Regions from separate parts of the Zea mays genome. Here region 1 is linked to region 2. The links are chromatin contacts, called in public Hi-C maps. All regions are on one chromosome and are shown on one strand. Each heading gives the region's core, a stretch centred on a gene start, on an enhancer-like site or on the middle of the called end of the contact. The rest is flanking DNA. Distances are from core to core; before and after follow the strand shown.

Region 1 (6,413 bases), core at 2,602-5,101, 400 kb after region 2:
TGATATCAATGAAAACGATAATGCATTGCATAAGAAAAGAGCATTGGAAATAGAATATAGTTACATAATTGGAGATAAAAATAGAGGATTGATATGAAGGCAAAACTTCTAGGTTTTAAGCAATATACACATAAATAGTAATCTTAAACAGCCGAATTGTATGTGATATTACATAAGAAGTAAGAGAATACAGTCACTCAAATGAAGGTAATAATAGAGAACATATATCAATCAAGAGGCCTAGTCAGAGCATTCAAGAAAAGAGCATAAAAATAAAATACAACCACGTAAATAGAGGCAACAATCGAGGACTAATATTAAGCTGAAACTTCCAGGTTTTAAGCAAGATTGTCATCTATAACGAAATACTTACAACGAATGAATGTAAATGTAAGTAGGGCTTGGGTGATATAACATTTGATGATCAGGCGCATAATGCACGTAAAAAATATATATATGGGCCGAACTAAAAAGGTATTAGCAATGTAAAAGATGAAAGACAGTAACATTTACGTAGGTAGTAACAATGAACACAATATTTACATATGTGATTTTGCGGCTGACACTTCGCAGCAAGAGGCTAAGTCGGAGCATTAAGAAAAGAGCATAAAAAGTAAAATACGACCACATAAATAGAGACGGTAATGGAAGAGTAATATTAAGCTAAAATATGCAGATTTGAAGCAATATTCCCATGTATAACATAATTCTTACAACTAATGAATGCAATTGTAAATAGGCTTTGGGTGGTATACATATTGAAGACCTATAAAAGGCAATTGATTGTATCATGTAAAGCGTGAGTAAAGAAATTTTAAGAAGACAATACAATAAGATGAACTAAAATATTCCATGAATACACCCCAAAATAACATATACTGTAGAAAAGGTCCAAAAAAATAAGAAAGGTTAGATTGAAGTCTACATTTGTATGTTGGACCCCTGACCATGCCTTATATTAGCACAGAGCGAATCACCTTTTATTTTAGGGAAATGCAATACCCTAATCTTGTTTGTAAAGGGGGTAAAAAAATGAAGGAGCATAGATATTAGGTAGCAGTCCAAATGCACGAACGCGTTTGTGGATGCGGGGCGAGCAGTAAAAAGCAAAGGCAGGTCCATTTCAGGGGAAAACACATTTCAGAGAAAAACACATTTAGGGTTTCTAATGTGGCATAATAAAAGAGATCAAAAGGCATCTGTGCCTTATAGTGTAGGTAGACTAAAAAAGGGCAGCAAAAAGCATGCGTGCTTTCAAGTGTACATGGAGACCCCATTGCAAAGATTCAAAACCAAACGCAATGTCTCCATACTGGAAAGCAATCAGAGTTTGGGACCCTTCTATTGAGCAACGAACAGGGTAAAGGAAAGTGAAGCCTGAAAAGGATCTATTTACCTCCAAGAAACGACGGCGGCGGGGGCTTTCAAGTGTACATGGAGACCCCATTGCAAAGATTCAAAACCAAACGCAATGTCTCCATACTGGAAAGCAATCAGAGTTTGGGACCCTTCTACTGAGCAACAAACAGGGTAAAGGAAAGTGAAGCCTGAAAAGGATCTATTTACCTCCAAGAAACGACGACGGCGGGGGCTGGACGCACGTTGAGGCAGCGGCGGCGTCGCTGTCGGCGCTAGCAGCGTGGTCGTTGTGGTAAGAAGGAGCAAGCAGACCGAGAGCCTTCTAGGCGGTGCCGGCGTGTTTTCCTTTTTTTTATTGACCAGAGGAAGCTAGAACGGTAGTGGTAGAGCAAGGCACGTGCGCAGGTAAAGCAAAAGAAGCTACCGGCAGCCACGCGTACGGCGACGATGCTAAACGGCGTGTAGACGTGCGGCTCAGGTTTTTCAGCTAATTGCTACCGGTAGCCACGCGTACGGCGACGATGCTAAACGGCGTGTAGACGTGCGGCTCAGGTTTTTCAGCTAACGTGGACCGTGCGTACGTGGAGGAAGCCGCATCGGCTTAATAGAAAGAAATGGGCCTATAGACACCCACGGAATGGACCAAAACTGTCAAGTCTGCTCCAGGCCCATGTAAATTTTGGTGGGATCTATAAAGTGTAACATTTTTTACCTCACCAATAATGAATGAAATTAGAAGGCTTGAAAGTTAACAATAAGTTTTGACTCAGAGTGAACAAAAATATTTTATCAATACAACTCACCATTAGATTATCTTCACTTAACGATTTCATCAGTTGTTATTGATCAAATATTTGTAGGGATGTCAAACATGTCAGTATTATCGGCTTAAAAGCAGCTAGGGTCTTTGTCAAAGGCACACAATGTTTCTTCATCCCAGGAACACAAATTCGCATTCATGTGTATCATAGGTTTATAACTATCTTTCACGTAGTCTTTATTGTACATTTTGTGGCTACTGATTTTCTTCTTATTTGTTGTCCAATTATATCCAGAGAATGTTATCGAAAGGATCTTGAATTGAAGCTGTACATGTGAAATTATTTATAGAAACAACTATCTGAATTGTTCTTGGTAACAACAAGCTTCTGTTTTTCGGATTTTCTTGTACGCAGACCACCTCCACCTACATCACGAAGTTAAGTTCACTCCTACCCTGCTCATATCCTCTTGTGGCTATTTTTTTTAACAGTTCTGTAAAGGAATTGACTGAATATTCATCATGCACATTAACACCTTTATTTAATAGTTCTAGCAAGGAATCGACTGTGAGCATTCATCATGCACATTAACACCTTTATTTAATAGTTCTGGCAAGGAATCGACTGAAATCTTGGAGGCGTGAAGCCTTTCCTACCCCCTCACGCCTTGTTGCTACCTTGGAGGCGTGAAGCCTTTCCTCCCCTCTCTGGCGCAGGAGCAACAACTGTCTCTGCCTCCATGACTTCACGCCCACATGACTTCACGCCCAGGGAGGAGTTGAAATCTTTAGAAAATTACTTAGACTTGGCTCAATATTTAAATATTTTAATAACACTTGCTATATAGTATATAAAATGAACGGTATGATTTGCACCTTAGGGGGCTAGAACGACCAACTCGCCCACATGACTTCTTGTTACTTCTATGTTTCCTGTAATCTATACATTAAGCTTCACTTTTTCTAGAAATTGAGCTGCTAATGCTATCAGTTGTTACACCATCTTTTTTCCTGATAACAATATTTAGGTTGTGACCCCATACATGCAATTCAAGGATTGTGAGTGGCAACTTGAAGAGACAAAATTTCAGTATGCCTTGGTATTTCTGGAGCCTCTGTGAAAATACTAGACTCTCAATATGGTGTAGGTTGTTTGTCGGAATGCTAGAGCGGAATATGATGTCCTTCGTCATGCTCGTGCAGGGCTACAACACGCATGACATGAATAGAGCATGATGATGCTGGTGAACACCTGGATGAGAGTTGGGATTCCGCGTCATCGCTATAAACAACAAGCAACACGGTGTGCGTCGTCTGCATATGTAACCTTTGACTGTCCAACTTCATGGTACATGTGAATTCGTAAATATTTATATACAAACGTGTGTCGGGATTGCTTGGATCTCTTTTAATAAAACTGGCATACTTCAATATTTATTATGATTATTGAGTTGATTCTTACTAGCATTACTAAACAATGGCCTATGTGTGCACTGTTATTCCCGTTGCAACGCACGGACATATACCTATATATATAATCATGATATTATATGTTCCCGTTGCAACGCACAGACACTCACCTAGTAGAAAGAAATGGGCCTATAGACACCCACGGAATGGACCAAAACTGTCAAGTCTGCTCCAGGCCCATGTAAATTTTGGTGGGATCTCATCCGAACAGGCCTGGACCTGGACTCCGGTCCAGGTTATCCATGCGGCGGAGCTCTCTTCGTCTCCCGTTCCCCCTAACGCGTGCGCTCCTTCGCCGACTGGGCGACCGCCGCCGCCGGCCTCGCCCAGGTCTCCGTCCGGCCCTACGACAGGTTCCATCGGGCCCTTAGCCGGCGACAAGCACCACCAGGTACGGCCACTTATTCTCTTCCGTTCCTACTGTACGAAACCGACCACCCAAACCCTAGCTTAAGCTGTTTGTTTTCGGATCTGTTCTAATTGCAAGTTTATAGATGATTACGCCTAGTAACTTCGATTCTGTATGCAAAACATTATCTGGTGTACACCCATGTCTTTTGCTGCGTCCGCCCCTGGGTGTGGTGGGGTTGGACAATGCTGGAAAAGAAAGGGGCGGTGAATTATTTTGTGCATTTGGTCTAGCTTGGGATCAGAAGTTTGTTAACCTTTCCAATTATTAAAGGTGGGATGCTTTCTTATTAACGAATTGTAGGATTGTCTTAACTCTTAAGCCATACAATCCCATTCTTAAATTTTGAATATCATCATGAAATGCGGCATGATTGTGTACTATTCATGGTTATTAAAGCGTTAAAACGTTGAAGCGCTCGCAAGTACTTTTTGAATTTAAAACGTTTAAGTGAGCTTTAAAACATCTTTTTAAACACCATGGACAAAATATCAATATAACATAAGTTCACATAATAATATCAAGGGAAATACCAACCTCTCATAATAACAAGTTCTAAGATGACATGTCCATAATCACAAGCACACAATCAACTAAAACACAAGTTCTAAGTCTGTGTCCAGTAGATCGTGCATATAGTCGTGCAAAACACCGTTTTCACTGTAGATAGCACTGTTTGCAGAGTGGAGTTTGAAATAGGAGGTGGGATAGGGAATGGGATAGGAGAGTTGCTGGAGATAGCCTAAAATGACATGTGACAACCACAGGCACATAATCAACTAAAATGACATGCCCACAACCACAATGGCACAAGCATCACTCTCAATCTCCCTTCCATCTATGATCTTAGCAGCGTTTTCCTGAAACGTTCTAGCGCCTTAGGCACTTAGCAGCGTTTTGGCGCTTGAAAGGCGTTTAAAAGGCGCTTAAGCGACTTTTAAATAACAATGGTATTATTTGGGCCTTCTAGCATGTTATGGCAAGCAATATACCATTCTTTCATTTCTCATTTTTATGGGATTGAGGTTGTCTGTTTAAATGCACATGCCGCTCTGTACATTACTCTGAAGCTGCATCCTGCCATGCTGTCCTTTTTTATTTCATTGTGCCTGTTGAACACCAGGTGCACTTTCTCTATTCAGAGACTGATTAGGAGTTCGAGGAGCAAATCAATTCGTACCAAATATAACCAAGCTTACATGGCTAAGCCAAGTGATTCATCACATCATGGAGTTGTGGACAATAGCTCCAATGGATCCCAGGCTAGGCGTGAGGAAGCTGGGAAACTTGGTCCATCGTGGTATTTCAGTAGAAGGGAAATAGAGGAAAACTCTCCATCCAGGAGGGATGGCATCGATTTGAAGAAAGAGTCTAGCATTCGGAAGTTATATTGCAAGTTTCTACAAGAGTTGGGCATGGCGCTTAAAATGTAAGATTGGGACATTTATTTTCTTATCTTATATATTGTTGGCTGTTCTTTGTGTTCCACTTTCTACAAATTCTAATAACACTATTTAAAATGAAGTGCTACTTTGACGTTTCCGTGATGCTGATTATTTTCAAAATATGTGTTCTATATCAGCTTATGTTTGCTCATTTTTATATAGTTACTTGTGTGGTGAGATGAACATATCTACAATTATTTGTGGTAACGATGTATAAATATCTTTTTCCCAATAAATAGCTGTGTAAGTTTGACTAAGGATGTTCATACTATAATCAAGAAGAGAAATTTGTATAGTTGTTATTGCATAATTTAAATTTTGGCATACTTGAGATTTTGCTGGTGTTTATTTGTGTGTGTGTGGTTGATCTTGGTTGTTATTGCTAAAGTATGCCATTTCCTCAGTGGTTATATAACCTTAATGCAACTTGCATTCCTTGTGTGAATCCTTCAGTTTTTTAAGTTTTATTATATTTAATGGATCCTGCATTCACACCAAGTTTGTCAAAGTAAATACTTTTCGCTCATCCTTTTATCTCGTAAAATCTACCTTACCTGTGCTGTTTTTAGGCCCCAAGTGACGATTGCCACAGCAATGGTATTCTGTCATCGTTTTTACCTTCGTCAATCCCTTGCAAAAAATGATAGACGAGTAAGTCTAATTCGATGATTGTCTCTAGTTTTGGTTGTCCATGGTTGCCAACATTTCCTTTAAGCTTTATAAGTTATAACTGCATTGCCATAGAAACTTTTATATTTTGATATAATTTCATTTTTGCCAAGTTTTCAATTATTTGGCTTTTCCATTTTGTATCCCAGACTACTAACAGGATCTTAGTAATTGATAAGAGAAACTACAGGTTCATTTTTCACATTTTCTCTTGCATTCGTGTTAGAAACCAAATTCTTCTAGTATCTACTATGATGTGAACTCTTTGATAGTGAGATACTTAGATATAGATTTACTCCTT
Region 2 (6,677 bases), core at 2,579-5,078:
GTTTACTTAAGGTGAACTCTTCTATATAAAGAGAGGGTATACATCATGGTTCATTAAGCAACCAAAGGGAAGCAACTCAGTTTTTTCTCTAATGAGTGAAAACTAATTTCATTGCAAAATAAAGAGTAGTATATGTAAAAAGACAGCTTCATCAACTTGAAAACCAATTTTTTAGCATCAATCATGAGTAGATGCCTGACATTTTATATTCAGAATGATGACTTGATGTGCTCTTGATTTTCTTTCTTTCTTTCTTTTCCCGCTTCACAGTTGCTTCTTATTGCTCCTGTTCGTGGGATGAAAAGACCACAATATAGAGCATTAAGTGTACGGAAAGAAACACAAACATTGAGTCGTAACTCAGAGCCAAGAGAGGGTCAAGGATCATTTAATATGGCTACTACCATGGATAATGAAACACGGCTAAATAACATTGTAAAGCGCCCCTTGAAATCTCTTTCTAAGGTAAAGTTTGGTATAAGGATGCATCTATGGTAATTCATTGCTTTCCAAATTATTGGGTTCATCTGCGGTTAATTTTATGCAGAGCAGTGATTATATGCTTGGACCCAAGGAATGTGTACTTATTGTTGGTTGGCGGCCAAAAGTTACCGAAATGATACGGGAGTACGATAATTACCTTGGACCTGGTAGTACAGTGGTATGTAGGCACAGTGACAAAAATAAACAAATTGTGCTACTCACATTTTAATCATGGTTCATATGGTTATACCTGTACTCCCATACAAAAGTTAGGGTATAATTTTACTAATGAAGTTAGTTAAATGTGCAGGAAATCTTGTCGGAAACCCCTATTAAAGAGAGGAGCAGTATCATCAACCCCCTTTTGCAGAGCCAGCTTAAAAATGTTAAAGTTACTCACCGGGTATCTCTCAGTCTCTAACTTTGTTAGTGTTCATGGACAGACAAAAAGTTTCAATTTTATCTCAAAACATACCAATACAGGTGGGGTGTCCTTTGAACTACGATACTCTGAAGGAAACAATAATTAACGTACGAGAATCTGCCAAGTCAGATAAAGAGGTTCCACTGTCAATAGTTGTGATATCTGACAGAGACTGGTTTGTTGGAGGTACCAGTAAATTAACGAGGATGTTTATCTGTTATCATCATCGGTGATGGTATTTTTTATCATCATATGATAATTATTATAAGTGAAGTTTTATTTGTAACTTTGGTTCCAGCAGATGCTGCACAGGCTGATAAACAGTTGGCATACACCCTTCTTCTTGCTGAAAACATTTGCCAGAAACATGGCGTTATGGTCAGCTCCTAACTAACACTTCAGTAATAATGTTTATAATGCAATAACTGAACCTGCACGTTCGCATCAAAGTATCTATTAATCTCAAATGTGACCAAGAATAAACAAGCCATTTAGTGAGATACAATCGGTTCCATGATGCTACTTTATTCTTTGTTCTCCCTTGACAGCATAACTTAAATTGGATCCTGATGTGGTTCAATTAGCCATTATCCAATGTTTTTTTCTTATAAATATAAATATTCCTACTCTAAGTCCAAAAAGACACCATTTTTTTTGTCATCTGATTTTCATTTGAAATGCTTTTTAGGTTGAGAATCTTGTATCAGAAATCGTTGACATGGGACTAGGAAAACAAGTAAGAATTTTCTAATATATTAAATTGCTCAAGCCGTGGAAATATTTAAATTTGGAAAAAAATCTTGACTTCTTCATTTTATATAGATATCTAAAATAAGACCATCCCTTTCATTTATTGGAGCAGAGGAAATAATGAGTCGTGTGACAGCACAAGGTTGGTTATCTGTTTTGTTTCATTTTCTTTCAAGTTCTTTTCCTAATGATAACAATGGAATGTAGTTGCGGAAAGTAGTGAGCTGAATGAAGTATGGAAGGATATCCTGAACGCTGAAGGCGATGAGATCTATATTAAGGTACTATTGCTATAGTTGGTGTTCCCAGCACATTATAGCCTGCCTGTGGTCCTTAAAGCATGTACACTGCTGCGTTTATTTCATTTTAGGAAATTGGGCTGTACATGAAGGAAGGAGAGAAAATATCATTCTTGGAGCTCTCTGAAAGAGCAGTTTTACGCCGTGAAGTTGCGATTGGTTACATCAAGGACGGCAAGCAGGTAATTTGTTTTCTTTGTTATTTGTCAGTTTGTGTGGAAATTATGTTCTAAGTACACAAGGTCTTGTTAAGATCATCTTTTTGTTCAGATGCCATTAAAATTCTATTGACCTGATTTGCTTAGACATGAGGTTCTTGGTCATTTTGAATGTGAGCAGCTATAATCTGCTAGGTGCTGATAACGAATATTTACTTTGTCCCATGGCAGCATATTAATCCTATCAACAAATCGGAGCCGCTGTCCCTTGAAATGAATGATTCGCTCATTGTGATATCGGAGTTTGAAGGTGAACAACCAATTATGATGGGCGGAGAAACTTCAGGATGAAATTTTCAGCTTTATATCTCTTCACAGAAACTCTAACAACTCTTGCTACCATGAAGAGATGACATATAACCTGTTTATAATCCTTTTCTTTTTGTACAAAGGGAAAGCAAAATATAGTTTAAAGGCCACAAATCAAGTTTTGTTCCTCCCATAGCCGTAGAACTTCTTTGATGCAAATATTTTACTGCACAGTTTAACCGCAGAATCTTTTCTATTTATCTGTAAACATAGTGAATAACACAGGCAACTTGTATGGTACAGATGTCTGAATAAAGGAAGGATGAAGGAAAATTGATTGACTATGTTCCTTGTTGTTTCCTTCTGACTAATGAATACAATGTTTCCATTTTTTTAGTCCTGAGCTAGACAAAATCAGCTAGGTATGGCCTTGCTGTTCTCTTTGGGAGATAAATTCGTCGCCTCTAGCATTTGGCACAAGAAAAGTTTGTTTTACACTTTGCTTCATTAACCAAGCCACTGCTTCAGCCTTTTGGGATCTAAGAGGTCTGTTAAATATTCTTCTTCTCTTGCTTGTCCATTTCTTTTACCTACAGGCTGCATCTCCGCATATATACATGCCATCATGAGATGCTCCCAAACCTATACTGACGCACAACGATCGACAGAAAGCCATTCAGGCTGCTATATCTGAGCCAGTTACTGAGAGACGAGGACATCATTTTGATGCTTCTGCTTGATGGATGCTTCGTTGACAACATCTTATCGTGGCATGATCGGAAGGAATGACACATACTGCCCAAAGTTGGATGCTAGATGTCTGGACGAGGAACATGGAACTCCAGCGGGAAATGCCTTTGGAGTGAAGCTTGGTGGCCAATTGGCCATGATCATGAAGTATCTCCCAGCTGGAACGCACACCTTTTTCTTAATTTAATAAAAAGAAAGAAGGGATAAGTAAAAATACTGGAATGCGCAAGACTCCGCTGCAGCAATGCACGCTGCCTGAAATTGAAATCCGGACCTAAACTGATGGATGGAGCCACTGCCAATTCTACCAGCATCTGCTTCGGATTCTACAAAGAAACTCGAGACTGACGGCGGTATTAGTGTTCAGTATCAAGAACAAATGAGGCGGCGGAGTCGTTTTGAGGAGCTGTTCTGACTCCTGGACATCATTTTCAGCAGTGACGTGGTAAAAATCCCTCGGCAAATTCGTTTTGATCAGTGAAAGCATTGGGCTGGAGCCTGGAGGTCAGCAAGACAAACGTCGCAGTATCCGTGGATCCGCCTCGCAAATTCGTTTACGTAAACTCTCTCTTAGAGGATCGTAAACTACGCCTTCACAGTTGATTAGCGGGGGCCTTTAGACCGGAGGAAGACGCATTCCACAGTCCACACACACCACTACACCAGACGAACCGTCTATCTGGCCAGGCCTCGCCACGCCTATCCGCACCCTCCCCTCCCCTCCCCTCCCCTCCCCTACTCTCTCGGAAGCGGCGCCGCTGCCGCCGCAGCGGCGAGGAGCCAGCCATGGCGGCGCACGCGACGCTCCCCTTCTCCTGCTCCTCCACGCTGCAGACCCTGACCCGCACCCTCTCCTCGCGCGGGGCTCACCAGCTCCGCGGGGGCTTCCTCCGCCTCCCCTCCCTCGCGGCGCTCCCGAGGCTGGCCCACCCCTGCCGCCGCCACGTCTCGGCGTCCGCTGCGGCGGCGCCCAATGGCGCCTCCGTTGAGGGGGAGTACGACTACGACCTCTTCACCATCGGTGCCGGGAGCGGCGGCGTCCGCGCGTCGCGCTTCGCCTCCGCGCTCTACGGCTCGCGCGTCGCCATCTGCGAGATGCCCTTCGCCACGATCGCCTCGGACGAGCTCGGTGGCCTCGGCGGCACGTAAGTGGATGCCTCTCTTGTTCATCTACTGTATTTGGCATGTACTCCGTGTATTTTTGCTTGGCCTGATCGTGCCTTCGCCACATAGTTTGCTTCAGTTTTGCATCTGCCATTCACACGGTTGGCATGAACTTCTCATGCAGTGATAACAACTGGAGGGTGATTGCCTAGCAAACTGACTGGTGACTGCGCATTTAATTGACAGTGTTGTTTGGCGGCGAGATGTTTTTGTTGGGACTACACCTCTGTGTTACTACCATGTGCATTAATAGTTTTTTTGAACGCGTATTTGGACCGAGAACACTAAATGCAATCGCACATCAAATGGCATAATATTATTTTTATGATTTTTTTGGGTCTGATTATTGACTGATGATGTCACTTTTTGTGATGGAGATGTTGGCCTGATGTTACATCAGTGTTTGAGCTACATGATTTTCACTTGCACAATTTGTGGTCATTCCAACTTTTGTACAGTAGCAAATATGTGCTCATAAAACTCTGATTCTGCTAGAATGTTAATTGAAGTGTGAGACTTTTATCAAAAGTGTGTGCAACTTTTGATAAACGCTTGAAAATTTGCTGTTTCTACTAGAGTGTTAATTGATTATTTTTTTTGGATGTACAATAGGCTCACCTTCAGAAATTGCAAGCCCTTCTGTCTTGCCTGTGCCACTGTAATATAGCCTGTTTCAGCACTTAGAAACCAAGAACGTGGAACTTGGCCACATTCCTCGTTCTGGGAACAATCTCGTTCCCGTAGTGTTAGAACCCAGTTTTAGTAGAGTACAACATACCACATTCCCATTCCTCGAGCTCATCGATCCGGGAACCTGGTTACTAAGTTTCAGCATTTGCAGCTTAATAATTTTGGACAGAACTGGACCTCACATTTGATTTGATGACCCTATGCATATTACTAAATGTTGAGGAGATGCAAAATGCTTATGTGGTACAATGTAGTTGCAGAATATACCACATTACTACAATGTTCCTTTGTCTATCTAATTTCTAATCTGCCTATTCTTGGTAGGTTGTTAACCATTTATCGTAAGACATTTTTCTATGAATATCTTTTAGCCTGTCTATCCTGTGTTTGCGACCAAACTAATTTATATGAAATCTGCTTGGTACTTAGCAGTCAATTCTATATTGAGCCTTGAAATATGCTTTATTTGTTGACTTTTTATGTATATCACAATGCTTTTTTTTTGCATCACAGATGCGTGCTTCGTGGATGTGTTCCAAAGAAATTGCTAGTGTACGCATCCAAGTACTCTCACGAGTTTGAAGAGTCTCGTGGATTTGGATGGACATATGAGACTGATCCGAAGCATGATTGGAGCACTCTCATAGCCAATAAAAATACAGAGCTGCAGCGCCTGGTTGGCATTTACAGGAATATTTTAAACAATGCAGGAGTCACTCTGATCGAAGGTCGTGGAAAGGTTGGGTGATGTTTGTATATCAGGTTATATATTGGATAAGACTGTTCCCTGAAATGAATACTGTATAAAAAGGCGTGTTTGGTTATGTATTCTTTTTCTTAATGCAGATAGTCGATCCTCATACTGTCAGTGTGAATGGTAAGCTCTACACTGCTAAGCACATACTAGTTAGTGTTGGTGGCCGACCATCGATGCCAGATATCCCTGGTATAGAGCATGTTATAGATTCGGATGCTGCGCTGGATTTGCCTTCAAAACCTGAGAAAATTGCAATAGTGGGAGGTGGGTATATTGCTTTGGAGTTTGCTGGCATTTTCAATGGCTTAAAGAGTGAAGTCCATGTGTTTATTCGTCAGAAGAAAGTTTTAAGAGGATTTGATGAAGAGGTGAGCATATATTTAGAAGATCAAAGATATCGTTAATAACAGATAAACTGTATTGCTTCTGTGTTTATTTTTTGTTCTGCTTTTTTAATGCACAGGTTAGAGATTTTGTCGCTGAACAAATGTCTTTAAGGGGCATCACGTTTCATACAGAACAGAGCCCTCAAGCTATAACTAAATCAAATGATGGTCTGTTATCTTTGAAGACCAATAAAGAAAATTTTGGTGGGTTCTCACATGTAATGTTTGCAACAGGTCGCAGACCAAATTCAAAGGTAGTAACACAGAGCACTTGCAGTTCTTGAGATTTTACACATATTGATTCATTCATTCTAGTTCCTGACGTGAAAGGACCTCTAGCTGAGTTGGTTAGGTGGTATTCTTCTTAATACAATACTCGAGTGCTTTCTTACGCCTTGTAGGTCGAGTTTTTTTAATTCTAGTTCCTGACATAGTTTCAATCCTTGTAGAACCTTGGACTGGAAGCGGTGGGGGTTGAAATGGATAAGAACGGTGCAATAGTGGTAG

What was found. A called contact is a pair of places that touch in the nucleus more often than the background predicts.
Region 1: a Hi-C map of tassel shows a contact between it and region 2, with 2.6 times the contacts expected there. The contact joins the promoter of LOC100217076 here to the promoter of LOC541986 in region 2. A contact is called at or near these places in 5 of 25 Hi-C or Micro-C datasets (ear, endosperm, leaf and 1 more).

What each region holds. Positions count from the first base shown.
Region 1 is chr1:13,467,244-13,473,656 of Zm-B73-REFERENCE-NAM-5.0, forward strand. It overlaps LOC100217076, which reads left to right and starts at 3,852. Exons shown (of 7, transcript NM_001348788.1): 1 at 3,852-3,980; 2 at 5,141-5,427; 3 at 6,013-6,094. The coding sequence starts at 5,198. LOC111590578 (a long non-coding RNA gene) reads right to left here and starts at 1,482. Exons shown (of 4, transcript XR_002749714.2): 1 at 1,397-1,482.
Region 2 is chr1:13,068,105-13,074,781 of Zm-B73-REFERENCE-NAM-5.0, forward strand. It overlaps LOC541986 (glutathione reductase 1), which reads left to right and starts at 3,829. Exons shown (of 11, transcript NM_001305818.1): 1 at 3,829-4,318; 2 at 5,541-5,766; 3 at 5,874-6,152; 4 at 6,248-6,424; 5 at 6,620-6,673. The coding sequence starts at 3,960. LOC103631754 (putative ion channel POLLUX-like 2) reads left to right here. Exons shown (of 24, transcript XM_008653068.4): 15 at 271-465; 16 at 548-661; 17 at 794-886; 18 at 967-1,093; 19 at 1,206-1,285; 20 at 1,596-1,643; 21 at 1,730-1,799; 22 at 1,865-1,938; 23 at 2,028-2,138; 24 at 2,346-2,772. The coding sequence ends at 2,465.